2 separate regions of the Sus scrofa genome follow, and region 1 is linked to region 2. A link is a contact called in public HiChIP or PLAC-seq data. All regions are on one chromosome and are shown on one strand. Each heading gives the region's core, a stretch centred on a gene start, on an enhancer-like site or on the middle of the called end of the contact. The rest is flanking DNA. Distances are from core to core; before and after follow the strand shown.

Region 1 (5,084 bases), core at 430-2,929, 230 kb after region 2:
CCTCCATTTGCCCCAGGAGCTGCCATAGAAATGGCAAAAAGACCAAAAAAAAAAGATTTAAATAAACGATGGTACAAACATGCAATGGAATGCCTTACAATTTTCAAAAAGAATGAGGTAAATCTGAATTGATGAAGAGAGCCAGCATTCAGAGTTAAACGAAAAAAGCCAGTCACAGATCAATTACATGAAGTATAATTCTATTTGGGTTTGGTTTTGTTTGGCGGGGAGGGGGGGGGTTGGGGTTGGGGTTTTGCTGTTGTTTTGGTTTGTTTTGTTTGGCCATGCCTGAGGCAGGTGAAAATTCCCAAGTATTGAATCCACTCCACCCCAGCAACCTGAGCCACAAGTCCTTAACTCACTACAGCACCCGGGCACATCCCTATTTGTATTTTTATAAGGACAGATTTGTTTTGTTTTGGTTTGGGTTTGGTTTTTTGTCTTTTTAGGGCCACACCCATGGCTAGGGGTCCACTCAGAGCTGTAGCTGCCAGCCTACACCACAGCCACAGCAACCCAGGATCTGAGCCGCATCTGCACAGCTCAGGGCAACGCCGGATCCCTAACCCACTGAGCGAGGCCAGAGATGGAACCCGAAACCTCATGGTTCCCAGTCCGATTCATTTCTGCTGTGCCACACGGGAACTCCTAAAAGGACAAATTTGTCTGGGCTTCAATACATCTAGAGACATTTTCACCAGCAAAGTGTTTACAGTAAGTCCACTGGGCCTGAAACAGCGAGTGAGGAGGGAACAGCAGACTGACTTTTGACTTCATTCAATTCTGTTCTATTTAATTTTTATCTTTTCATATCAATCATGTATCATTTTTATAATTAAAAAAAAGAATTCAAATTCTTTGAACATATGGCCAGTAACTAGCCTTCATAATTCACCAGAAGTACTCAAGCTTTAGAACAAGTAAGTTATTTTCCCCTAAAATGCCTTAAGCAAAACTCTGGTACTTTATCAAGCCTGGTAACAGACTGGAGCTTGTTTCTAAGCATTTGCTTTGAAATTGCCTTCCAAGTTTATGTGGTGCAAATACCAGCCGATAATGAACTTCAGCTAACCCCCCCATTGCACTTTTGCTGTCCAGCCACGTGGCTATTTACTCCCTTTCCCCAGCAGTTCCTCTTTCTGCAGGTACTCACCTTCCACATGCACAGTGGGTTTCTACTTTATCATTTGCTGTAAATCCCTATTGTTCCCTCTCCAGCCTTCTTCCGCAGGCCAAGAAAGTAACCCGTGGTGGCCTTTGAAAGTCCCCCCACTGAACTGGAATGGAGCTGTGGGTGATTCCTGGGGGCGTGTTGCAAAATGCAGGAGGCAGATGTCACGTATGCAAACACATGCAAAAGCGAAACAGCCTCCCCCCGCCCCGCAAAAGGATCAAAACCAGAAACATTTTTCCTTTGTCTGGACATGACTAATTGTAGACAGCAATTAAGGTGCGCCATTCAACTCCAGATTGGATGAATTTCCTCTCCACCAGCGTAGAAGTGGGTCTATTTACCAACACACTCAGAGCTTGGTGTCAGGGAAGCCCTGCTCTGTTGCGCCCTGTGGCATCCAGCGAAGCCCGCTCTTCTCTGAGTCCCACGGTACCCAGCCCGTGCCCCAGCGTGCGGTCCCAGGGCACGAACATGCCTTTCGGATGAGATGGAAACCCGAATGTGACTTCGGACCACGTGTGGTGATCGAGAAGTCTCCTGGGGCTTTGTGAAAGAATGGAGGGGAGGGGAGGCTGAGTTCCATTGTCTTGGCCCAATTCCAAGTTTGATCATTAGGCGTCCTCCTCCTTTGTCTGCCAGCCGGCTCCCTGCGACGCACTGTTCCACACTTCCTGTGATAAACAGCTGTCCACTGTTAACCGAGCCAGCCCAGGAGCCAGCAAATTCCACCCTGGGGAAAGCCGAATTTCAAGATAAACATTTCCTCTGCATCTCTTGGTAAATTACTTAGGTTTACCCTGAAGGAAAGGTGTAGTTTTCTAGGGAGAATAAGGCCATAATAACGGGGAGTGGAAAACTATCCACAAGCCCTATTTTGTCTAAATGGTGAACAAAGAAGGCTAGCATGGATCACAAAGGGGCCCTGGGAAGGAGGAGTCCAAAGAAAATATATTTTAGATTCTAACATGTTATTTGGGAGACTCAGAATTTAATCCTATAACATTGACGTGGGAGGTCCTATTTGCTACCAAAATTCATTTTTTTTCTACCCAAGTCATATACGGAAGAAACAGGCGGGTAACTCGTAACCCAGAAGAAACAGCGACATTCGCCCTCGTCTCCAGCTTTGGAGATGGACGTGTCTGGGGCAATCACTTTAATGCCTCTCTTCCTTTCATTTGACACTTTCGAGCATCTTAATTTCAAAATAGCCACATTCCTGGTCCTCTCAATCCCAAATGTCTCCTTCTCACACTCCAACTTCCAGAATAAATTTTTCTATGTTTGTTTTTTCTTTTTTAAATCTTACAAGGTTTTGCTTTTTTTTGGTGTTTTTTTTTTTTTTTTTTTTTTTTTGCTTTTTAGGGCTGCAGGTGCAGAATATGGAAGCTCCCAGGCTAGGGGTTGAATCAGAACTACGGCTGCCGGCCTACACCACAGCCACAGCAAGGGGGGATCCGAGCTGTGTCTTGTCAACTACACCACAGCTCATGGCAGCGCTGGATTGCTGACCCACTGAGCAAGCCCAGGGATCGAACCTGCGTGCTCATGGATACCAGTCGGATTCCTTTCTGCTGTACCACGACCCAAACTCCCTAAAACTGCTCAAAAAAATAAAGTCTATTAATTTTTTAAGAGCATTTTAATTCTGTTCTTCTTGTTGCCAAGCGTGGGGACTCACTCAGCATCTCAAATAACAGGAGATTTATGTGCAGATGTTCCCACGGAAGCCCAGGCAAAGCTGAACCCATCGGGGAAAGAAGGGGCTAGAAGCAGGGCCACCGGAAGGTCAGGATCCCCAGCTCTTTCCACCATGTGCATCCCTGGCCCCCTGTTCTCATCTTTCCATCAGGTGACCTCCTCACCCTCTACCCTTCAGCTTCTCTTCACTTCAAAGTGTCTGCTTTCTCATAAGTTCAGCTCCCTCCTGATTGCCGCTTTCATGGGGTCTCTCATGGCTCCGCTGGTTTTACTGTGGCTTGTGACCTAGCTACAGCTGCTTCTGCTGGCTGCCGCGTGACTTTCGTATTTCCTACTTAAAATTCCTGAGAGGGAGAAACCCAATTGGCCCAGTTCATCCTCTAAGACCCAGCCCTGGCCTGGCCCCCAGCCCACTGCAGGGTACAAGGAGTGGAGGGGTGGGGGGACAGGGGAAAGAAGGAGGTCCCACTGTGGAGACCCCAGGAGGCAGAGCAGCTCCCATTGCAAGGGCCCAAGGGTGGGGGCTTTCCTGATGGCTCCACACCCAGAGCATGCTCTCTGAAGGGCTTGTCCCCCAAAAAGGATGGAGTAAAAGTGAGTCTTAGCAACCCTGCAGTTCCACACGTATTGTTGTGGCTGTTGCTTTGGCTGCACCCGCTGTATGTGGAAGTTCCTGGACCAGGGATCAAAGCCAAGCCACAGCAACAACCTGAGCCAGAGCAGGACAAGGCTGAATTCTTACCCACTGAGCCACAAGGGAACTCCTTTTTTTTTTTTTTTTTTTTTTTTAATGGCCTTATCCGCAGCATATGGAAGTTCCTGGGCAGGGACAGAGTCCAAGCCACAGCTGCAACCTATTGCACAGCAACCCCAAATCCTTTAGCTCACTGTGCTGGGCAGGGGATCCAACCTGCACCTTTGCAGCAACCTGAGCCACTGCAGCCAGATTTTTAACCCACAGCATTAAAGCAAGAACTCCCCTATTTTTTTTTTTTTGGTCTTTTGTCTTTTCAGGGCCACACCCTTGGCATATGAAATTTCCCAGGCTAGGGGTCTGATGGGAGCTGTAGCCCCCGGCCTACACTACAGCCACGCAGGATCCAAGCCACATCTGTGACCTACACCACAGCTCACAGCAACACTGGATCCTTAACCCACTGAGCGAGGCCAAGGATTGAACCTGCATCCTCATGGATGCTAGTTGGATTCGTTTCTGCTGAGCCACGACAGGAACTCCTCGTTTGGCCTTTCCAATGGAGAAAACCCCAGAGAAGCAGACGGCAGGTGACAGAATGCTCATGTTCTCCCGAATGACCCCTAGAATACGTCCTCCCCCAAAGACCCTCCAACCAGGCTCCGGAGGAGCCCCGTTACTTCGAAGTAGCAGCAGATTCTTCCTTCGTGCAAGGAGAAGAAGCGGGGCGGGGGGACAAAGATGGATCTTCTCTTTACACCACAGCACCGTCTGCCCCTCTCTGACCAGTGCTATGTGATTGATGCTTATCCCAGGGTGAAAGAAAGCGTGGAAAGTTAGTGAGCCAGGGACAGGGGACAAAAAGCCTTTCTCCCAGGACGTAAAACTTTGAGTGAATGGATTATCACATGGAGTTTCAGTCATGGCTCAGTGGCTTAAGAACCCATTGCTGTCTCTGTGAGGATGCGGGTTTCATTCCTGGCCTCGCTCAGTGGCTTAAGGATCTGGTGTGGCCACAAGCTGCACTGTAGGTCACAGATGCAACTTGGATCGGGCCTTGCTGTAGTGCAGGTCTCAGCTGCAGCTCCCATTGGACCCATAGCCCGGGAACTTCCATATGCCACGGGTACAGACGTATTAAAAAAAAAAAAAAAAAAAAGTTGATTATCACAAATAAAGGAATTTCAATCCCTATAAATAAGATTAAAATGGAGAGAAAAAGAGAAAAAAAGAGGAAAAAAGAAACTAATGATACAGGCTCAAAAGATCATGACCAGCAGAAATTTAAAAATCTGCAGGAGTTCCCGTTGTGGCTCAGCAAAAATGAACCTGACTAGTATCCATGAGGATGTGGGTTCAATCCCTGGCCCCACTCACTCAGTGAGTTAAGGTTCCTGTATTGCTGTGAGCTTCGGTGTAGGTTGCAGATGCAGCTCAGATCTGGTGTTGCTGTGGCTGTGGTGTAGGCTGGCAGTTGCAGCTCCAATTCGACACCTAGCCTGGGAATTTCCATAT
Region 2 (5,059 bases), core at 911-3,410:
CGGCGATGCCTCCGAAGAAAACCCAAACAACATGAACTTTTAAGGGAAAGAAACAAGACTTTTAGCTTACAATACTGTCCTCAACCATCATTCATCTTACACAGAGATGGAACACACCCATTTCCTGTGAATCCAGCATTTCCTCTCCTTCTAGCTAATAATCCTTCTATACCATTGTTCTCCGGATTAAACTGCAAAATGTAGAGCTGGTAACACCATAAAATAAAAATGCCTTTTAGTGGCACCAAGATTTTTAGAATTAAGTATTTGACTTTTAAGGAACACTAACAATAGAGATTCAAAAATTATTTAAATTTAAATAAAGTCAGCCTACATTAATAATAAGAATCCAACTACGGCTAGCAAACATGTTCAACTTACCAATAAAAGAATTCAGATAATTTGGTTTAAAAGAGGGAAATCAGTAGGAATCCTAAAGATTTACATGTTGCTATTTTACCTTATGTGACCCAGGCTGTCTTGTCTTGAGCATCTTATTTATTCTTCTCTCCTTTTTGTCTTAAACCGAAAGAAAGACTGTAACCTTTAATACCGGTTAGTCTATTTATAACTGTTCCATCTACAACCATTTTCCTACTACAAACATGCCCTGATAGCTTATCTCAGTCCACAAGCCAGACAACAAAGGCCTGCTGGCCTGCTGGAGGAGAAATGGAGAGCAGGAAATGAGAAGGCTTAGTTAATCCCCAGATAATCGATCGGTGTATTCAGTCAAGTATGAGCTGGGCTGAGGAAATGCTGCTTTTAAAAAAAAGAAAGGAAGAAAATCAAAGAGCACATGACCAGGGCCACAGTTCATTTTAAAACAGATAATTTCTGACAAGCATATATCCCATCACATTCAAGCACTAATACAACTTATATAAATGTTAATATCATTTGAAGAAAAACCTTTTCTCCTTAAAATCCTTCATCCTCTATCCTTTTTCAGAAACGTTTTAATTTGGGGGTTTTGTTTTATTGTTTTAGTTTTGGTTCATCTGTTTGGGTTCTTTTCCCCCTAAATCTGCTTTACTGAGGATATAATTTACACACAGTAAAACTGTGTTTGACAAATGCGTTGTGTAACCACAACCACAATCAAGATGGGGAATATTCCATTACCACAAAAAGATTAACTTCCTTTTGAATTGATGCGTCCACTCTGCTGAAAAAGCTTTAGTGCCAGGGAACCTTAGAAAAATGTTCTACTCTCAATTCCTGCCTCCGTGTTAACACGCAGCGACGTTCGCATGGAGAAAAACAGCTCTGAGTCAGCTGTGGCCCTTCCTTCCCCCGGCTGAAGCTAAAGACCACGACGGAACACAGCCCCGTGTGCTTCCACATCGAATAATGAGCTCGTTCAAACTTTGCCACTGAGATTTTAAATCTTCCAAAATCCCAGAATATTATAGCAGTTACAGTTATAATAGCTATGGGAGTGAAAATTTTTTTGAATTAATTTTACACAGTACAATCTCCTCAAATCATGTAACCAGTTTTCAATGAGCTTCTACCAGGTCTCAGACCACTGTTCTGGAAAAGATACTGAGGATTCAGGAGAGAAGAAAGTCCCAGGGTTGGCAGAGCTAACAGCCCACGGAAGGACAAATCCTCTGCCAATCTCTCCGTCCTTCAGAAAGGAAAAGAGGTTAGGTGCTTACAAAAAAAGCCACTAGCCATGAAAATTGCCACTTAGTAATCATATAATCCTAGTAACATTTCTTCTACTTTATTCAGTCTCTCTGGATATTGTTTTCCTTAAAAATATCTGTCTTCTCAAAAAGTCCTGAGGGTGGCAAGAAAAAGCTACTATGAATGCCTGCTTCACACAGAGAAGGGGGCTGAAAACCCTGGTAAACCCATACCCCACTTGCTCCGTCCAGTGTGGCGTGGAGATGGGCACGCGCCATCAGCCTCCACACGGCGGCCCCTGAGCAGAGCTGGGCGTGGAGACCCGGAGCGGAGCGAGGCACCCCGTGCTCCAGGAAACCAGAGGGCAGCTCCTCAAAGAGCGAGCTATTTTCAGGGGCCCGATTCCTGCATCTCCTCATCTCTAGAAAAACACGAAAATCCTTCATGGTGACGTCTGCTCCTTGTGACTGGTAGTAACTCAGGTGGAAATTAAAGGAAGGCCTAAGAAAGAATAACCCCGCATGACTCACTGACCCAGTGGACCCGGACCTGCCGTCTCCACTGAATCGCACCTCCACAGGCGAAGCAACCAAGACCAGGAAGCGGCTGACTTTCCAAGGACAAACAAAGCTCAATTTTTATGCCATGATCTCGACTGCCACCCTGGACCTACAGAACGCAGCACATGACCCCAGCCTGATGCTCTCCCAGTGGCAGGGCGGAGGAGACTCTGTGAATCTCCTGCCCAGGGCTCCCGGCCACTCTGCTAGTCAATAAATCCTGCTTGAGATCTCACTGCTCTGCTCAACTGTCTGACTGTCCCAGGCGCCCTAACTGTAACCTTCATGAGACCAGCAAGAAACTTTGCCAACAGTGTGCCTGGCTGCACGCACCTCCTCTCATCTTAATAATTCCCCTGCCTCTCTGGGCAGTATTTCAGTCATCTGCGAAACACAGCCACCTCCAAGGGTGAGCCGGGGCGCCCAGAGGGCTGTGAAAACTCAGGATCCTGGCCCCAGTAGCGGAGGTGCACATCAAAGGAATGGTGTGGGGGAGCCCAGGCCTCTTTTGGTCCTGCTCCCTGTCCTTTGCTGCAAAAACTCCAAGACATCCTAGCTCCCACCTCACCTCCCCACAGTGGTTTTTCAGGGCTACCTGAGATGCTGTCTCCAGGACTTAAATCCTAATTTTGCCCCAAATAAACTTAACTCTCAACTTCAGGTTGTGCCTTTTTTTTTTTTTTTTTTTTTTTTAAGCCTACAACAGGAACAACACAGAAACCTCAGTCTCTATCTCATGAAAACTCTGGAAGGTTGTCTTTTATAGAATTTATTACGAAAAATGTCACGGGCACACAGGTATAAAAATAACACAACCAAGAACCAAACATGTTTTAAGAAATAAAGCATGACCAAACCTGAAGAAGCTTCTCCTTTTAGACAGGTCTTTCTTACTCCCCCAGAGGTAACCACTTTTTGGGGGGCGGGGAGAGGGGGGCCTGAGGCATGTAGAAGTTCCTGGGCCAGGAATCAGACACACATCGCAGCAGTAACCAGAGCCACAGCAGTGACAATGGACACCAGATTCTTAAAACTGACAGGCCCGCCACAAGGGAACAGAGTAACCACTGCCTTGAATTACTGGTGCTCGTTACCATGCAGTCCTTCACGCGGCTTTTTCCTGCAGTGTACGTGTAACTAAAACTCTATACGGTACTGTTTCACGGTTTTTACACTTTACATAAATGATACCATCATCTGATTTCCTCTGCAGTCTGCTCTGCCTTCTCAGCATTGTGCTTGTGTGACTCACCTAGGCCCTAGTTCATTCGCTTTACATGATACATATTACCTCTATGTTCAATGTGCCACAACTTCTTCAACATTTTCCTGCCAATAGATATTTGAGTCACTTCCAGTTTTTTTACTATTACAACCAAGGCTGATACTCTAAGCATTCCTACTCAGGTGTGTGCAAGTCTGTTTTAAGCTTGTCTCGGGAGTTCCGTCATGGTACAGCGGAAACGAATCTGACTAAGAACCATGGGTTCGATCCCTGGCCTCGCTCTGTGGGTTAAGGATCTGGCATTGCTGTGGCTCTGGCATAGGCCAGCAGCAACAGCTCAGATTAGACCCCTAGCCTGGGAACCTCCATACGCCGAGGGTGCAGCCCTCAAAGGACAAAAAAAAAAAAAAAAAAAAAAATTGTGTCTCTGAATGTTTAGTACCATAGCTAAAATATTCAAACTTACTAAGGTAACAGCATTCATGTTCTCTGATAGCTTAAGCCTCTAAGATCTGCAGTGCTGCCCCAGGTTACTCTTCATCCTGGTCACTTTTGCCTTCTTTCTTTCTTTCCTTCATCATCTTTATAGGAATTTTTCATGAGTCATTTCAAAGGAGCAACTTCTGATATTATTAATCTTTAATGTACATTTTCCTTATTAATTCATTAATTTGAGCTCTTCATCATCCCTTTCATTTTCTCAGATGAAATTTATTTTTAATTTTATTTATTTATTTATTTATTTGTTTGTTTGTTAGGGCCGCACCTATAGCATATGGAAGTTCCCAGGCAAGGGGTCGAATCAGAGCTACAGCCATTGGCCTACACCATAGCCAAAGCCACAGCAACAGGAGATCAGAGCCGCGTCTGCGACCTATATCACAGCTCAAGGCAACACCAGATCCTTAACCCGTTGAGCAAGGCCAGGGATCGAACCTACATTCTCATGGATACTAGTTGGGTTTGTTTCCACTGAGCCACAAGGGGAACTCCCAACATGGTCACTTCTGACAAATATTTCACATATACTTGAAAAGAATGTGGATTCTTCGGTTGCAATGTACATGTGACAATTAACTCAAATTTTAGACTGTGCTGTTAAATATTCTATATTCTTACTGATTAATAATCTACTTGTTTGCTCAATTACTGAAGGGGATGTTTTAAAATTTTTTCTAATTTTCCAAATGATCCCTAACAATTTAGGATCAGCTGCAGTATATTCATACAATGCATTTATTACATAGCTATGAGAATAAATTACTGTAACGGAGAAAGACATAGATGCATTTCACAAATAACACACTAAACCATAGAAATCAGACAGAGATGCCCTCTGGTGCAATCTAGTGAGCCCCATGAATTTTCTGGTTTCCTGGCACGTAAGGGACTTGAGCATCTGAGAATCTGGGCGTCCACAGGGGGTCCTGTACCAATTCCACAAGGATACCGAGGGATAACTGTAGAAAAGAGTCATCCATGTTTTCAGCTGCTTTTAGAAGAAAGCCACCTATGTCTCTGCCTTCAGACACGCCCTACCATCCGCATACAGAGACCACCTCACCTCAAAAATGCTCAGAGGGTTACTGATATTAAAAGGCACAGAGGAGTCTCCTGGTGGCTCAGCAGTTAAGAATCA

Evidence for each region. HiChIP or PLAC-seq counts read pairs in DNA pulled down with a chosen protein or histone mark.
Region 1: a contact with region 2 is called in an H3K27ac HiChIP or PLAC-seq map of skeletal muscle. The contact joins two enhancer-like sites. A contact is called at or near these places in 1 of 5 promoter capture datasets (liver), 17 of 47 Hi-C or Micro-C datasets (embryonic fibroblasts, fetal heart ventricle, fetal liver and 9 more) and 2 of 2 datasets of contacts at active chromatin or transcription factors (alveolar macrophages and skeletal muscle).

The regions. Positions count from the first base shown.
Region 1 is chr6:69,363,237-69,368,320 of Sscrofa11.1, forward strand. No RefSeq gene overlaps it. Among named protein-coding and RNA genes, the nearest start is that of ENO1, 36 kb to the right of the region's middle. Within about 2 kb of position 1,680, at least 20 of the 83 cell types and tissues checked have an H3K27ac peak or open chromatin away from gene starts, as enhancers often do. A contact at or near this core is called in retroperitoneal adipose tissue and skeletal muscle, where this site is marked.
Region 2 is chr6:69,133,956-69,139,014 of Sscrofa11.1, forward strand. All of the region lies in intron 4 of RERE (arginine-glutamic acid dipeptide repeats protein), which reads right to left. Among named protein-coding and RNA genes, the nearest start is that of RERE, 120 kb to the right of the region's middle. Within about 2 kb of position 2,161, at least 18 of the 83 cell types and tissues checked have an H3K27ac peak or open chromatin away from gene starts, as enhancers often do. A contact at or near this core is called in retroperitoneal adipose tissue and skeletal muscle, where this site is marked.